Linked DNA regions of Pan troglodytes: region 2 is linked to region 1. A link is a contact called in public HiChIP or PLAC-seq data. All regions are on one chromosome and are shown on one strand. Each heading gives the region's core, a stretch centred on a gene start, on an enhancer-like site or on the middle of the called end of the contact. The rest is flanking DNA. Distances are from core to core; before and after follow the strand shown.

Region 1 (6,649 bases), core at 2,089-4,588:
CAGAGCTGCACTGGGAACAGAACATCTGGGTCCCCTGAGCAAATACTAGCCCCTCCAAGGATGTGCTCCTGTCCTGACAACCACACTCCCAGCTGGCATCTGCTGTGCAGAAGAGGAGGGGGTTCGGTGGTTGGGGGAGTGGTGCTATGCCTTACAGACAGAGGATCTGTGACTAGCACCCTTCAGGGGACCTCCTACCCAGCCCATTGCATCACTCTCCCATCTCCATGGGAAGAGGAGACTCCCCTGCCCCTGGGAGCCCCCAGTCTGAGGGGCATCATAGGACCCCTCGGGCAAGCACAGAGTCTGGATTCCTGAGCTGCTTCAGTTTGGAGGGGAATGGTGGGACTGGGGAAGGGGATACCTCTTAATCCTTCCCTTTTTGAAGCTTCCACCCTCAGCTCTTTTTCCTCTTTCCACCAATCCCCCAGCACCTCCATGAGGGTCATTTAGTCTATATAGTCCCCCCACCCCCCTCTCTAAAACATATTGATGGGCAGTATCTAGCCTGGGGGACAGGCCCTGGGGTGTTGAGGAAAAGCAGTCTTCCCCCAAAACCAGCCTTCCTCCCTGTAGGGATTGGGCCCTAAGAGGGGGGACACAGGACTGGGCCCTGGAGGCAGGAGCTCAGGACCCAGTCTAGCTTTACCCTTAGTTCTCAGAGCTGCAGTTTCCTGTCGGCAACATTGCCTCCATTACTTAATGGTGCCTGGTTCTCAGCTACCTATCCCACCCCTGCCTCTTCCCATTCAGTGGCCCTAGAGATGACTTCTAACACTCTCACGGCCTCATTTGGGTTTTCAGGCAAGCTTCACTGGGATCACAGTTTCACTAGTAGGGACAGAAGATATCTACTCGTCCACGTTTTGAAGCTCTTCTCATCTCTGAGGGAGCTGAGGGAAAAACACCTTTATGTGGGGAACTAACTGCTTTTCCTGCTGGGCAGTTCTCCTGAGCGCTAACCCCAACCTCCATGTTCCAGTGCAGAGTAAGTGGAGGTGCTGTGGCTGCAAGCTCAGTTTTTTGGCCTCCCAGCTGGCTGGGAGGGAGGTAGGGGTCTGGGAGCCAGTTCCGGGGACTCACCCTCTACTGTATCCAGGCCAAATCCCAAGGAGAGGAAGATCACAGGCAGGCATGCTCCCCAGGGCCACAGACTAGGCACTGCCATTGTCCCAGCCCTGGCTTGTGTCCAGTCCCGGCTCTCCTCCCGGTGACTCTGGGGAGAAGGGCGTGATAAGCCCTAAGGGACACAGAGACCAGGGTTCAGATAGGAGAGGGAGGGCAGGGGCAGAGAGACAAGGAATCCCACACAGAGACAGCAGGAGACAGAAAAAAAGAAATGAGAGTCACAGAGACACAAAGACAGTGACAGGCAGTTGGAGACAGAGAGACTCAGCATGAGATTGAGAGATGGGGACAGAGATGCAGACAGTGACAGGGAGAGTCTCGGGCCTCCAGAGGGAGAAAATGACACAGGGTTCTGAGCAAAAGGCAGGCCGAGAGGCCAGCCAACCCTGAGGGCGGAGCAGCAGGCTGGGGACCGCTCCCAAGGAGGGCAGCGGGGGTCCCGGGGCGCGTGGGACTCCGCAGGGAGAGTCTCCCTGGATCCCTCCGGGCGCGCGGCCCCCCAGCGCCAGCTGACCGTGCTGGCTGCGGTCCTTCCCAGGGCCGGCACGCAGGGGCCGCGCCCAGCTCCCACCCTCCCCGCCCCCCGCCTAAACAGATTGGTTCGCAGGGACCTTTCCGTTCTCTCCACCCCTCCCGCCAAGTCAAAATATTTAGCCTGACAACTGAGGGGAGGACAGGTCTGTTGGGGAAATAAGGCCAAAATACGGGGGGAGGGTGGGCCAAGAACTGAGCTTCCTCAAATCCCGCTGCGGCTGCAGCGGGTCCCGCCAACTCTTTGTCCCCACCACAGGCTTCTTCCAAGTGGGGCTGCACCGCCGGAGGGGCAGCCAGCGCGCCCGGGCTTCTGGGGAGCGCTGTGTCTAGATTCTGCTTCCCGGTGCCTTGACACCTGCGGAGTAACTTCTGGCAGCCTCGACCCGGGAGAACGTGGACAGCCCTTGGCCTCTGGGAGCCCCTCTCAGCCTCCTATGAGGCCTCCTTGTCCTCTTTGGAGACCCCTTAGCGCCAGGCTCCGTCACCGCCTAGTCCCTTGGTTCTGACCAAGATCCCGAGGAAGAAGGCGATCACTGTGTGGGGCTCTGCCTCCGTCTGGTCACCTTCTTGAGCTCAGGCTGCTCGGTCGGTCTGTGTGTCCCTGTCTCGGGGACTTGGGGGGCCATCCGTGCTGGGGCCTTGGCGGAGAGGAGAACCGTGAGCCTCTAGGAGGTCGTCCTTCCCCCGCTCCCTGGGGCCTTGCCTGTCTCCCCGCCAAGAGAGACCCCTCTTCCCTTCGCTCTCCCCAGCTTGAGACGGATGGGTTAGTGCAGCCACGGAGGCTTGCGCGGTGGGAGGGGTTGGGACCAGCCTTCTGCTGCCCTGGGTGCTGGGGATCCCGGGGTTTTCCAGGTGCTCGGCCTCCAAGGTGCGCGGTCCTCAGCTCCACCCGCGGGCGGCTCCCGCGTCCGAGGAGCTAAGAGAAGATCTATTAATTTCTTCACGAATAAATCGATGCTCTTGTCAGGGAGGCGATCGATGTCAGCCCTGCCCTGCCTTGCCCTATCCTGCCTCGGGGCCGGCGCTGGCTGGCCGGGGTCAGGGACTGAAGCTGAGACCTGAGGCGTTGCTCACTGGGGGCTGCAGATCGCACCCCCAGGCACCCAGCGCGGGCGGGGAGCTCGCGCCTTTGCGCGCGGGCTTCTCGCGCCACCCTGTGGCTTCTCTTGGAGGCGCGGTCTTGGCTCTCCGGACTCCCTTCGGCCGGATTAGGCGACCCCTTCCCTTTCTCTGCCCCGTCTGTGTCTTCCTCCCCAGGTTCTGCGATTGATCCTTTGGTAGTCCTTTTCGTTTTCTTCCTAGAGTTCGGAGAATGTTCTACCTAACTTACTCCAAGTGACATGCTCACTCCCCTAGGCACGCGCGCCGCGAGGATGGAGCGCTGAGCCTGGGGCTGGCTAGGATGACCTGGACAGCAACCTTTCCTCAACGCAGTCATCTTCCCTCCTCCCCAAATGTAAAAATGCAGCTGCTTTAAGCTGAGAGAAATAACGTATCAGCTTCCCACCTCCGGCCTCAGCAGACACCTCCGAGGCGTTCTGCTGCGGCCCCTCAGCGTCTGCCGGAGCTGGGGGGGATCCTCGGGGAGAAGGCTGACGCTGGGGGCCCCTAACAGGGGAAGGGGCAGAGCGGGGGGCGTCAGAGAGTAGGCAAGGGGGTGGAGAAGAGGGGCAAGGCGGGGCCGGGCGGGGGCCGCTGGCTCCGCCCTTTCCTGGCGGCTGGGTCTTTAACACCGCCCAGCGCACATGTCGCGGGAGGCCTGGCAGCTGCAGCTGGGAGCGCACAGACGGCTGCCCCGCCTGAGCGAGGCGGGCGCCGCCGCGATGCTGCGAGGCGGACGGCGCGGGCAGCTTGGCTGGCACAGCTGGGCTGCGGGGCCGGGCAGCCTGCTGGCTTGGCTGATACTGGCATCTGCGGGCGCCGCACCCTGCCCCGATGCCTGCTGCCCCCACGGCTCCTCGGGACTGCGATGCACCCGGGATGGGGCCCTGGATAGCCTCCACCACCTGCCCGGCGCAGAGAACCTGACTGAGCTGTGAGTGTCCGGCGGGCGGTGGGGGGGCGCGGGGACAGGCAGGCATTGCAGTGCCCCGAGGGCGCGGACTCGCTGCTTGTTTGCTGGTCAGGCAGGGCGAGCACGGCGGAAGGCTGGCACCACGCAGCCTTCGGCGCTGCCCGGGCGTTCCTCCGCAGCCGCCGCTGCCCTAGCAAGCTTTATGGTCAGTGCCTGGATGTCCCCTAGTGTTCAGGGCATATGGGCCGCCGGCTTCAGGGAGATCGAAGGGGGAATCTCCGTGGACCAGGTCTGAGAGAGCCTAGCCGTCTAGAAGGCGCTTTCTGGAGCTCAGCCAGAAGCCCCTGCTCTGTCCCACAGAGAAGGATGGTTACCAGCAGAGAAGTCCCCAGTTTGTCACCCTTACTGCCTTTTTCCTTTTCTAGGGGCAAGCCAGCCCCCGCCCACTTTCTTGTTATGAGGAGGCAACCCTAGCTTTTCTTCTGGAATTGGGGATTGAGCTGGCTGGCATTGGTGGGAGGCGGTGAGGAGCTGAGTGGTTGAGCTCTCCTCTTTCCATTTTTACCATTCCTTCCCCCAGAACCCGTTGATTTGGATCTGGGAAATGGAACCCCCTCCTGGATTTTCTCTCCCCACTCCCATCTCCCTCTCCAACCTTGTCTCTCTACCTGGGGCGGGGAGTCAGGGCCCTTGCTGAGAGACCCTCCTCCCTTTGGTACATGAAGCTGGGGGGAATCTTCAGCATTCTGCAGGACTCTGACATTCTGCAGGAATTGGTTACAAAATACTCAAGTACTTTTTAGCAGCTGGTGAAACCTATGGGAGTATGCGGTAATGACTGGCCTGGAGGTACTCAGGCATCATATGGTGATGGCTGGAAAATACTTGAATATTACATATGGCTATCATGGCCAGCAAGACATCTAGAAGAGGGGAGGAACTGCTAGAAAATCCTCCTCCTGTGGCCTGGGGTTTCGAGGGTGGACAAGGAACCTTGGCCTTGTGCTGTGATGGGCTGGAAGGTATCCGAGGTGAGGATCATCACTGTCTGGAAGTTACTTGAGCAGCTTGCAGTAATTGGCACTGAGTTCCTTGGGTATCTCATGGTAATTAACGGGAAGGCACTCAATCTCTCTCTCTAATAGCTCTAGGGAGACCAGGAGTAGAGGAGATGGCCTTGTCTTGGTCTAGGCCTAGGTCTCTGCATGATGGGAGGGGGCATGAGAGACAGGTTGCCAGTCCTAGTCCAGTTCTCTCATCACCCTGGGCCTTCAGATTGGGGTCCAGACTCCTGAGTGCTCCCCATCAGGGCTCGTGTTTCCCAACTCTTTCCAAGCCCCAAGTGGGTCCAGCAGGGTAGGGATGGGAGTGGTAGGGGAGTGGACAGGCCAGAACTGGGGACGAGGAAGCATGTAGGGTGGTGAGCTGAGATGTCCCCCTGGGTGGGGCTGCAGCCTGACACCCCCCTCCCCACTGCCTGCACAGCCCCCTCCCTCCTCCCTCACCCGCAGAGCTAACGAGGAGATAATGGACTCGAATAGACAGATTGATTATGAATCCAAACGAATGAGGCAGCTTTGAGGCAGCTTTGAGCACGCTGGCCTGACAGCTCCCACACACCCTGCCAGCCCACTGCATTCTCACCCCCTCCCTGGGTCCCTACAGCTTGAAACCCTCTGGGCAGGGGCTGGGGGGTGGGTAGAATAGGGACTTGGCCTCCCTCGGAGTCAGTGGAGGTTACTTTATAGGCCTCTACTAAGTCCACAGGGAAACTTAGGACCTGATCCTGGCTGTCCTGGTGGGGCCAAGGCTGGGAAGGGAGGAAAGGAGGAAGGGAGGGGTCACTTAGGCTGGTCCTGGTTCCTATAAGTTAGGGAAAGTTAGAGGGTAGAAGGGGAGAGTTCTGAGAACCGGCAGTGAGTCAGGGGCCCCTGGCATGTGTATTGTTGGGGTGGGGGGGGCACACTAACATGTCACTACAGGGCAGCCGAGTTCTCAGGAACTCCCTGGTATGTCGGATCCAGCAGCTAGGCAGGCCCCAGGGCGTCAGCTGTCCCCTAGCCCCGAATGCCTACTCATTCTTCTTTCTTTCTTGTCTATCTCGCTTTCTGTAGCTCTCTGTCCTTATCTGTCTGTCTCCCTCCCCTTATCTGTCTTCCTTCTTGCCTGTCACTATTTCTCTGACCTCTTCCTGTCAGTTTCTCTTTCAGTGTCTCTGTTTCACTCTCTCTTTGTTTTTCTGCCCTTCTGCCCCCACCCTCCTCGTTGAGCCTTTCCATCTTTCTGTCTCTCTCCCTCTCTCTCTTGCTGTGTAAGTCAGCCAGTCTGTGCCTCTTCTCCCCTCCTCGACACTCTGACTGCCTCCTCTCATTGCTCCTCTCCTCTTTCCTGGGTCCCTCCTTGGGGTCCCTAACTGATAGCCTGTAAGACTCTTGCTTAATCTGCTGAAAAGATGGTAGGGGAGGTTTTGGTGGAGTAGGGGTTGCTGCTTGGGTGTGAAGAGGGGCCAGAGGCTATGGGGGTGCAGAGATGTTTGTGTGTGTGTGTGTGTATGTCTGTGTGTGTGTGTAGTACAGGTGAGACCGGGCAGTGGCCCTTGGGCGGGCACGTTTGGGAACACACATTTGCATGAGCACAGGCTTCATCTGTGCTGGGTGGGGCAGTGGCAGGGATAAGCCTTGGCCTTTTGTAGTAGCAAGTGTTTCAGTACAACCTCCCACTGATGAGTGTGTGCCGGGGATGCCTGATATAAAAGGAGAACACCAATCTGAGAATGGACTTGTGTGTGTGCACGTGAGAGATGGATGTGAGCTTTGTTTCTGTGTGTCCATGGGTGAGCGTGTTCCTGCAGGCACATGTGCAGGTGCATGGCGTCATCTGTGCAGATGCTTATGCCTCTGTGTGTGCGCATGTGCATACCTGGGTGTGTGCATGTGTGCAAGAGGTATGTGAGAATGTGCATATGTGTGAGGG
Region 2 (6,649 bases), core at 2,897-5,396, 130 kb before region 1:
ATAAAAATAACTTCTCAATATTTCAGGAAACTGTTTTTTTTTTTTGAGATGGAGTCTTGCTTTGTTGCCCAGGCCGGAGCGTACTGGCGCGATCTTGGCTCACTACAACCTCCGCCTCCCGGGTTCAAGCGTTTCTCCTGCCTCAGCCTCCCAAGTAGCTGGGACTACTGGCACCTGCCACCATGCCTGGCTAAGTTTTGTATTTTTAGTAGAGACGGAGTTTCACCATATGGGCCAGGCTGGTCTTGAACTCCTGATCTTGTGATCTGCCCGCTTCAGCCTCCCAAAGTGCTGGGATTACAGGTGTGAGCCACCACACCTGGCCTTCAGGTCACTTTTTTTTTAAAAGAGATGAGGTCTTGCTATTTTTCCCAGGTTGGCTGGCCTCAAACTCCTGGGCTCAAGCAATGCTCTCACCTCAAACTCCTGAGTAGCTGGGATTACAGACACATGTCACCACACCTAGCCATTTCAGGCTCTTGAAGTAGGAGGACATGCTACCAATGAGGACAACCGAAGAACATGCCACAGGCTCTGAAGGCCATTCCCAAATGAGGTTCCAAACAGGTTTTCAACAAAAGTGACAGTCCTGCATAGCCTCCCAAAGGGACCGCCTCTGAAGGGGCTAGGCTCATCTGGACATACCTTAGTCTCATAACCCCAGCTTGGCACTGGGGAAGTGCTTTATGATGACGTAGTCCCGTGAACTAGATATTTCGTTACTCCTAACTTCACCTACTTACTGCCCACCACCACCTTCACTTCTTATTAACCTCGACATATAGCCCTCATCAAAGCTGGGCAGATTTGCTGTCTCAGACCCGTCCCATCTTCTGCCTCTCCTATGCCTTTGCTTGGCTGTGCCCCTTTGTGCACAAGATGTTTAACTCTTCTTTCCGTCTTTTCTAAAATAGTCAGTCACCTCACCTCTAACGAACCTCCTCCAACTGAGCGCATATAAGGCATTATGGGAACAGCGTGTCCAGAGAGGGCAGAGTGTGGACCTGAAACTGCAAAGACGTGGACCAAGGGCGCCCTCTGGCGGCCTCCTGAGACCAGCAGGTCTCTTGCTCTCCCTTCACTTCCTCTTTCACCCCTCCCAGCTCATTCTCCTTTCTGTTCATGCCTTGCACTCCATAGCCAGCACAGGGCTAGGAGTGAGATGACAACCCGAAGTGCCGGCCCTGTGCCGTTTATGCCGTTCACTGGTTACCTGTTCCAGTTGGACAATATATACCCCAGCTCCTCCTGTCAACTTTCTGCCCTCTCTTACCACCACCACTTTCCGCACTTGCCCCAGGCTACTTTTTGCTTGGGAAGAGCTCTCCACCTTTCCTCTCTCAAGCTTAGGCTCCAACTCGCAAGGTTTTTCCAAATCAAGCCCTTTCTCCTGACACTGATGTCTGCAGCTCTGTCTAGTTTCATCACTTGCTGTTATTTTTCTATGCAGATTCCCAGTTCCCCAGACCCAATTTAGAACCTAAAATAGTTTTCTTGTTTGTTTTTTTTGAGACAGGGTCTCACTCTGTCGCTCAGGCTGGAGTGCAGTGGCAGTGGTGTGATCTCAGCTCACTGCAGCCTCGACCTCCTGAGTAGCTGGGACTACAGGCATGTACCACACTTGGCTAACTTTTTTGTAGATGAGTTCCGCTATGTTGCCCAGACAGGGCTTGAGTTCCTGGGCTTGAGCGATTCTCCCGCCTCAGCCTCCCAAAGTGCTGGGATTATAGGCAAGTGCCACTGCGCCCGGCTAAAATAGATCTTGACCAATGAAGTTTGTGACACCAGCTAATTGTACCTTCCTGACTTTCACTGCTCCTTCCACCGACAGGGGGCCTTCTTCAACAACTGATAGATTCTCCTCCCTCCCTCCACAAACGTTGGTGTCTTCCCATAGTGATATCCTTTGCTGAAAAATGATTTAGACCTCTCTCCATCCACCTCCCTGCCACCATCAAGCCCCATGCTTCTTACCTGGCCTCGAGCAATCTTGAAGGGTGTGGCATTCACCATGTGCTGCTTCCGGATACCACTCCACCTGGTTCGGTAGTCCACAATGTGGCAGGGGGGAAGAATGTACTCGTCATAAAGCACATCTCCGTTGTAGTTGACAATGCTACATCGAGCCAAGGAACTAACATGCCCCTTTGGTCCTGTGCCCACCATCTCACAGTCAATTGCCACCATCTTCCGTGGCAACTTCTGGGATGCTCCGGAGCATTTATTCTCTGAATGAGCTTGGGTGGAGTTCTGTGGGGCATTCTTCTGAGGATGGTTCTTTTTAGAGGATTTCTTCTGGGAGCTCTTCTGAGAGCGGGTTGGGTGGCTATTGATCTTTGGAAGGGCACTCTGGAACTCCCCCAGCAAATCTACTTTAGCAGCAACAGAATCAGCCTTTTTTGAAGGGGCAGGGGTCAACCAAGACACTGCAGCTTTCTTGTCCAGGGGCTGTCCTGACCCATTGCTGGAAGCAGCTGTCTTCTTTTTTGGGAAGGAAGGGGTCTTCCAAGTGCCATCGACCGTAGGAGTTTCCCCTTTCTTTGAAGGTTCAGAGTGCAACTTAGGCGCCTTGCTAGGGGGTTGGTTCTTTTTACTCAGAAAGCCTCTCCGTTCTAAGAGCCTCCGCTTCTTGACAAAATTTCGGTGCTTGGCATTTCCTTCTAATGCCTTTTTGGGAGGAGGTTCCCCAAAATCCAGATTGAGCAGTAAAGTAGACATAGGGACAATGGAAGGCGGAAGAGTAGTTGGGAAGAGTGGCTTATGGATGAAAAGAGGATGTGGGACTCATTCTCTGCTGAATCCTACTGTCCAACATGTGGAGGTCTGTAGTACACCCTGGGGAAGAAAGTGATCCTGGTAATTGAGCTCCTAGGCCTGGGAGAAAAATGAGGTAAGCTCGATCTCCGTAGGACTTATGGAAGGAAAGACATCAGAGCAATCTCTCAGACAGAGGGGAAATGAAAACATAACATGAAATGATGGAGGGAGCATTGGTGTTAGCCAGCAAGCCTGGATTCTAGTGAAGCCCAATTCAGCCGTTTGGTCTTAGTAAGGTCATTACCGCGCTCTAGGTTTGAGTCTCATTTGTAAAATGAAGAGAGTGGAGGGGCTTATAGAGCTCGAACCCTCTGAGTCTAAGAGGCTAGAACACGTGCGATCTATACTCCGCCTAGGAAAGGAACATCTAGGTATGCTCAAAAACAGTGAGAAGTATGGCGTAGATAACCTCTGGGCTACCCAGGCATCCGCAGCGTGGACCACCAATAGAGACACAAATCCAGGCATCCCTTTCCCTTGGCTCCAGGCCGGAATTGGGGGCAATCTCCACATGCATCTCACCCAAGTCCTTCTCCCACGCAAGGACCTTGACACCATCTACCAGCGCGGGGGTGGGATCGAGGCTTGAGGCAGCCCACCTGGATAAGCATACTTCGGATCCCCGCGGTACAGATCGATCTCTCACGCTCACAAACCTACCTCCTAGACGGGTCCAGCTAAGACCGGAAGCGCCCGGAGCCGGATGCGGAAATCGGTGCGCGCCGACGAAGCCCGGGAAGGCAGGCGCGCGGGTTAGAACGCGCCAGAGGTCGGCGCGCGCACACCCGCACCGCCCCGACCTCAGGTAGTGAGGCCAGTGAATCCGAGTGTGTGAGGAGCGGCAGTGGCGGCGGAGGAGGGGGCGGCGTGGGTGGGGGCGGGGGCGGGATGCGCTCCCCGGCCCCTCTAGCCCCGTGGTGGTACAACGCGAAGGTGTGGGAAGGCCGCGATAAACCGGAACTGCAGCCCGCCGGACACCTCCGGCTTCACTTCCGTAAGAGGAGAGGCGTGTACGGCAAGGGGCGGGAACTGGAACTTGGCCCGCCTCGTTGTGAGCTGAGCTCAGCCGCACGCTTTTGTGGCGTCACTGCACTGTTACCCCGCCCTACGTGTCTCTGACGCTGACACCTTCTCACTGTGAAACGTCGCGACCTGTGACGTCTGGGGGGCGCCTCAAATCTTCCACTCCAGCATCGGATCCCGAAAGGCAGCGTCGGAGACTGGACCCAAAACTCTTCCTGTTCTGCCTGCAGAGTTGAGCCCCGTCCGGGTCCTGGACCCGCGTAGTACTGACCCTGGATCCCTGTTTACTGCGTTCTCGCTCCCCGCGCTCCCTGCTGGACCCCGGGATGCCGGGCATCTCCGCCCGAGGCCTCTCTCATGAGGGGAGGAAGCAGCTAGCTGTTAACCTCACCCGTGTCCTGGCACTCTACCGTTCCATCTTGGATGCCTACATCATCGTGAGGCCACAGGGGCGTGGGTGGGATGTCTCTGGTCGTGTGGTTGGCTAGGTACCCACGTCAGGGAGAGAATCTGGAGAATTAGCCTCTGATCTCTTTCCTTCTATGAGTTTCAGTCTTTTTCTGTACAAGAAGGGGTTAAAACTGGAGTGATCCCTCCTTTTTTTTCAGCTGACATAAATAATATTTATTTTTTTTTCTTTTTCTTTTTCTTTTTTTTTTTTTTTTTGAGACGGAGTCTCGCTCTGTCCCCCAGGCTGGAGTGCAGTGGCACGATCTCGGCTCACTGCATAAATAATGTTTCTAGTACCTACCTAGATTGTTTTTGTAATCTTCCCAGATCCAAGGTAATAAAATGCGTGGACATTGGAACCATGCTGCAACTATGTTGAACTCTTCTTGGAGCATGTCAGGTGTTCCAAGAACACACGTTATTCATCCAAGCTTTGAATAAATTCGTGGTTTTGTGGTATAGTAGACAGTCCTGGCTCTGGAATCAAAAAGGCTTAGTCTAGAATCCTGCCTCCCCTATGATGTTAACCTTAGGCCTCCCTAACCCCCAACTTGTCCTAGCCCGGGTTTCCTCAGCTATACAATGGATCCCAGTCTGAAGGATTATTGTGAAGAATAAATGAGAGAATGTGTAAATGGCACCACCATCCACTGAATTGTTTAGACCACAAACCCAGAGGCCATCATTGATTCAGTGCTGTCCTTCATTGATCCACAATCCAGTCCTTCAACAAGTCCTCTTGGCTCTGCCTTCGGAATAGATCCCAAATTCATCCATTTGTCCTCACCTCCGTTGCTGCCACCCTAGGCCAAGCCACCATCACCTCTCTTCTGAACTACTTCCTAACCGATCTTGCTGTGTGCTTACCTCTGCCCTGCCATAACCAATTCTTCACTGAGCAGCTAGATTGATAGCATTCAAATGTAAATCTGATCACGACAATCCCTTGCTTCCTAGATACTTTTATGAAATCCTAACTCCTTACTATTACCTATAAAACCCATATTCTGGCTCCTACTGTCTCTTCAACTCTATCCCATTTTATTCTCTCACACATTTCACTGTGCTATACCTCTGCTGGCCTGATTTCTGTTCTGCCAATATGGCAGGCATCTGGACCTTTGCACTCACTGATCTTCTGCCACAGAAAGGCAATCGCAGAATGGTTAAGAACAAGGACTCTAGAGTAAAATTGGTTTCAAATCCCAGCTCAGGCCGGGTACGATGGCTCACACCTGTAATCCTAGCACTCTGGGAGGCCGAGGTGGGTGGATTGCCTGAGCTCAGGGGTTCGAGACCAGCCTGGGCAACACGGTGAAACCCCGTCTCTACTAAAATAAAATAAAAAAAAAATAGCTAGGCTTGGCAGTACACACCTGTAGTCCCAGCTACTAGGGAGGCTGAGGCAGGAGAATTGCTAGAACCAGGGAGGCGGAGGTTGCAGTGAGCTGAGATCGTGCCACTGCACTCCAGCCTAGGTGGCAGAGTGAGACTCCATCTCTAAAAATAAATAAATAATCCCAGCTCAGCTATTTGCTAGCTTTTGGACGTGGGCAAGTTACTTAAGTGCTGTGCCTGTTTCTACATCTGCAAAATGGGGGATAAAAAAATACCTACCTCAAAGTGTTGTTTAAAGGATCAAATGCATTAATACATGTCAAATGTTTACAGCAGTACCTGGCCGAGAAGGTGTTAAATAAGTGTTTGCTATTACCTGTATTTTCTTTACATGCCTAGCACCTATTCATCATTCAAGTCTCAGCTCAAATGTCACCTCAGACAGGTCTTCCCTCATCATCCTATCTAAAGTAGTCCTTGCCCAAATTCTCCATTACATTACTGTTTCATTAGTGTTTTGTCTATATGACATATGATGTTGTCTGAAGTTTTGTTTTGGTTTGTTTTTTTTGAGAGGGAGTCTTGCTCTGCTGCCCAGGCTGGAGTGCAGTGGCGCAATCTAGGCTCACTGCAGCCTCTGCCTCCAGGGTTCCAGTGATTCTCCTGCCTCAGCCTACTGGGTAGCTGGGATTACAGGCGTGTGCCAACATGCCTGGCAAATTTTTGTAATTTTAGTCGAGAGGGGGTTTCACCATATTGGCCAGGCTGGTCTCGAACTCCTGATCTCAGGTGATCTGCCCGCCTTGGTCTCCCAAAGTGCTGGGATTACAGGCGTGAGCCACCATGCCCGGCCAAAGTTATTATTTTTTTTAATGTAAACTCTGCAGGAGCCAGAATCTTGTCTCAGGTTCACTGTTGTATTCCCTGAGCCTACAATAGAGCTTAATGTATAACCGAAACACAGTCCCAGAATTTGTGGTGGACGAATGAATAAAAAGACACCAGTGTCTGGCACATATAA

What was found. HiChIP or PLAC-seq counts read pairs in DNA pulled down with a chosen protein or histone mark.
Region 2: a contact with region 1 is called in an H3K4me3 HiChIP or PLAC-seq map of stem cell-derived excitatory neurons, with 2.6 times the contacts expected there. The contact joins the promoter of METTL25B here to the promoter of NTRK1 in region 1. A contact is called at or near these places in 2 of 7 Hi-C or Micro-C datasets (induced pluripotent stem cells and stem cell-derived neural progenitor cells) and 1 of 1 datasets of contacts at active chromatin or transcription factors (stem cell-derived excitatory neurons).

The regions. Positions count from the first base shown.
Region 1 is chr1:92,335,668-92,342,316 of NHGRI_mPanTro3-v2.0_pri, reverse strand. NTRK1 (neurotrophic receptor tyrosine kinase 1) reads left to right here and starts at 3,338. Exons shown (of 17, transcript XM_003308515.6): 1 at 3,338-3,697. The coding sequence starts at 3,408. It overlaps INSRR (insulin receptor related receptor), which reads right to left and starts at 1,667. Exons shown (of 22, transcript XM_003949610.4): 1 at 1,084-1,667. The coding sequence starts at 1,168.
Region 2 is chr1:92,467,761-92,474,409 of NHGRI_mPanTro3-v2.0_pri, reverse strand. It overlaps METTL25B (methyltransferase like 25B), which reads left to right and starts at 4,146. Exons shown (of 7, transcript XM_016929365.3): 1 at 4,146-4,277. The coding sequence starts at 4,167. ISG20L2 (interferon stimulated exonuclease gene 20 like 2) reads right to left here and starts at 4,274. Exons shown (of 4, transcript XM_009434541.4): 1 at 3,478-4,274; 2 at 1,975-2,835. The coding sequence starts at 2,718.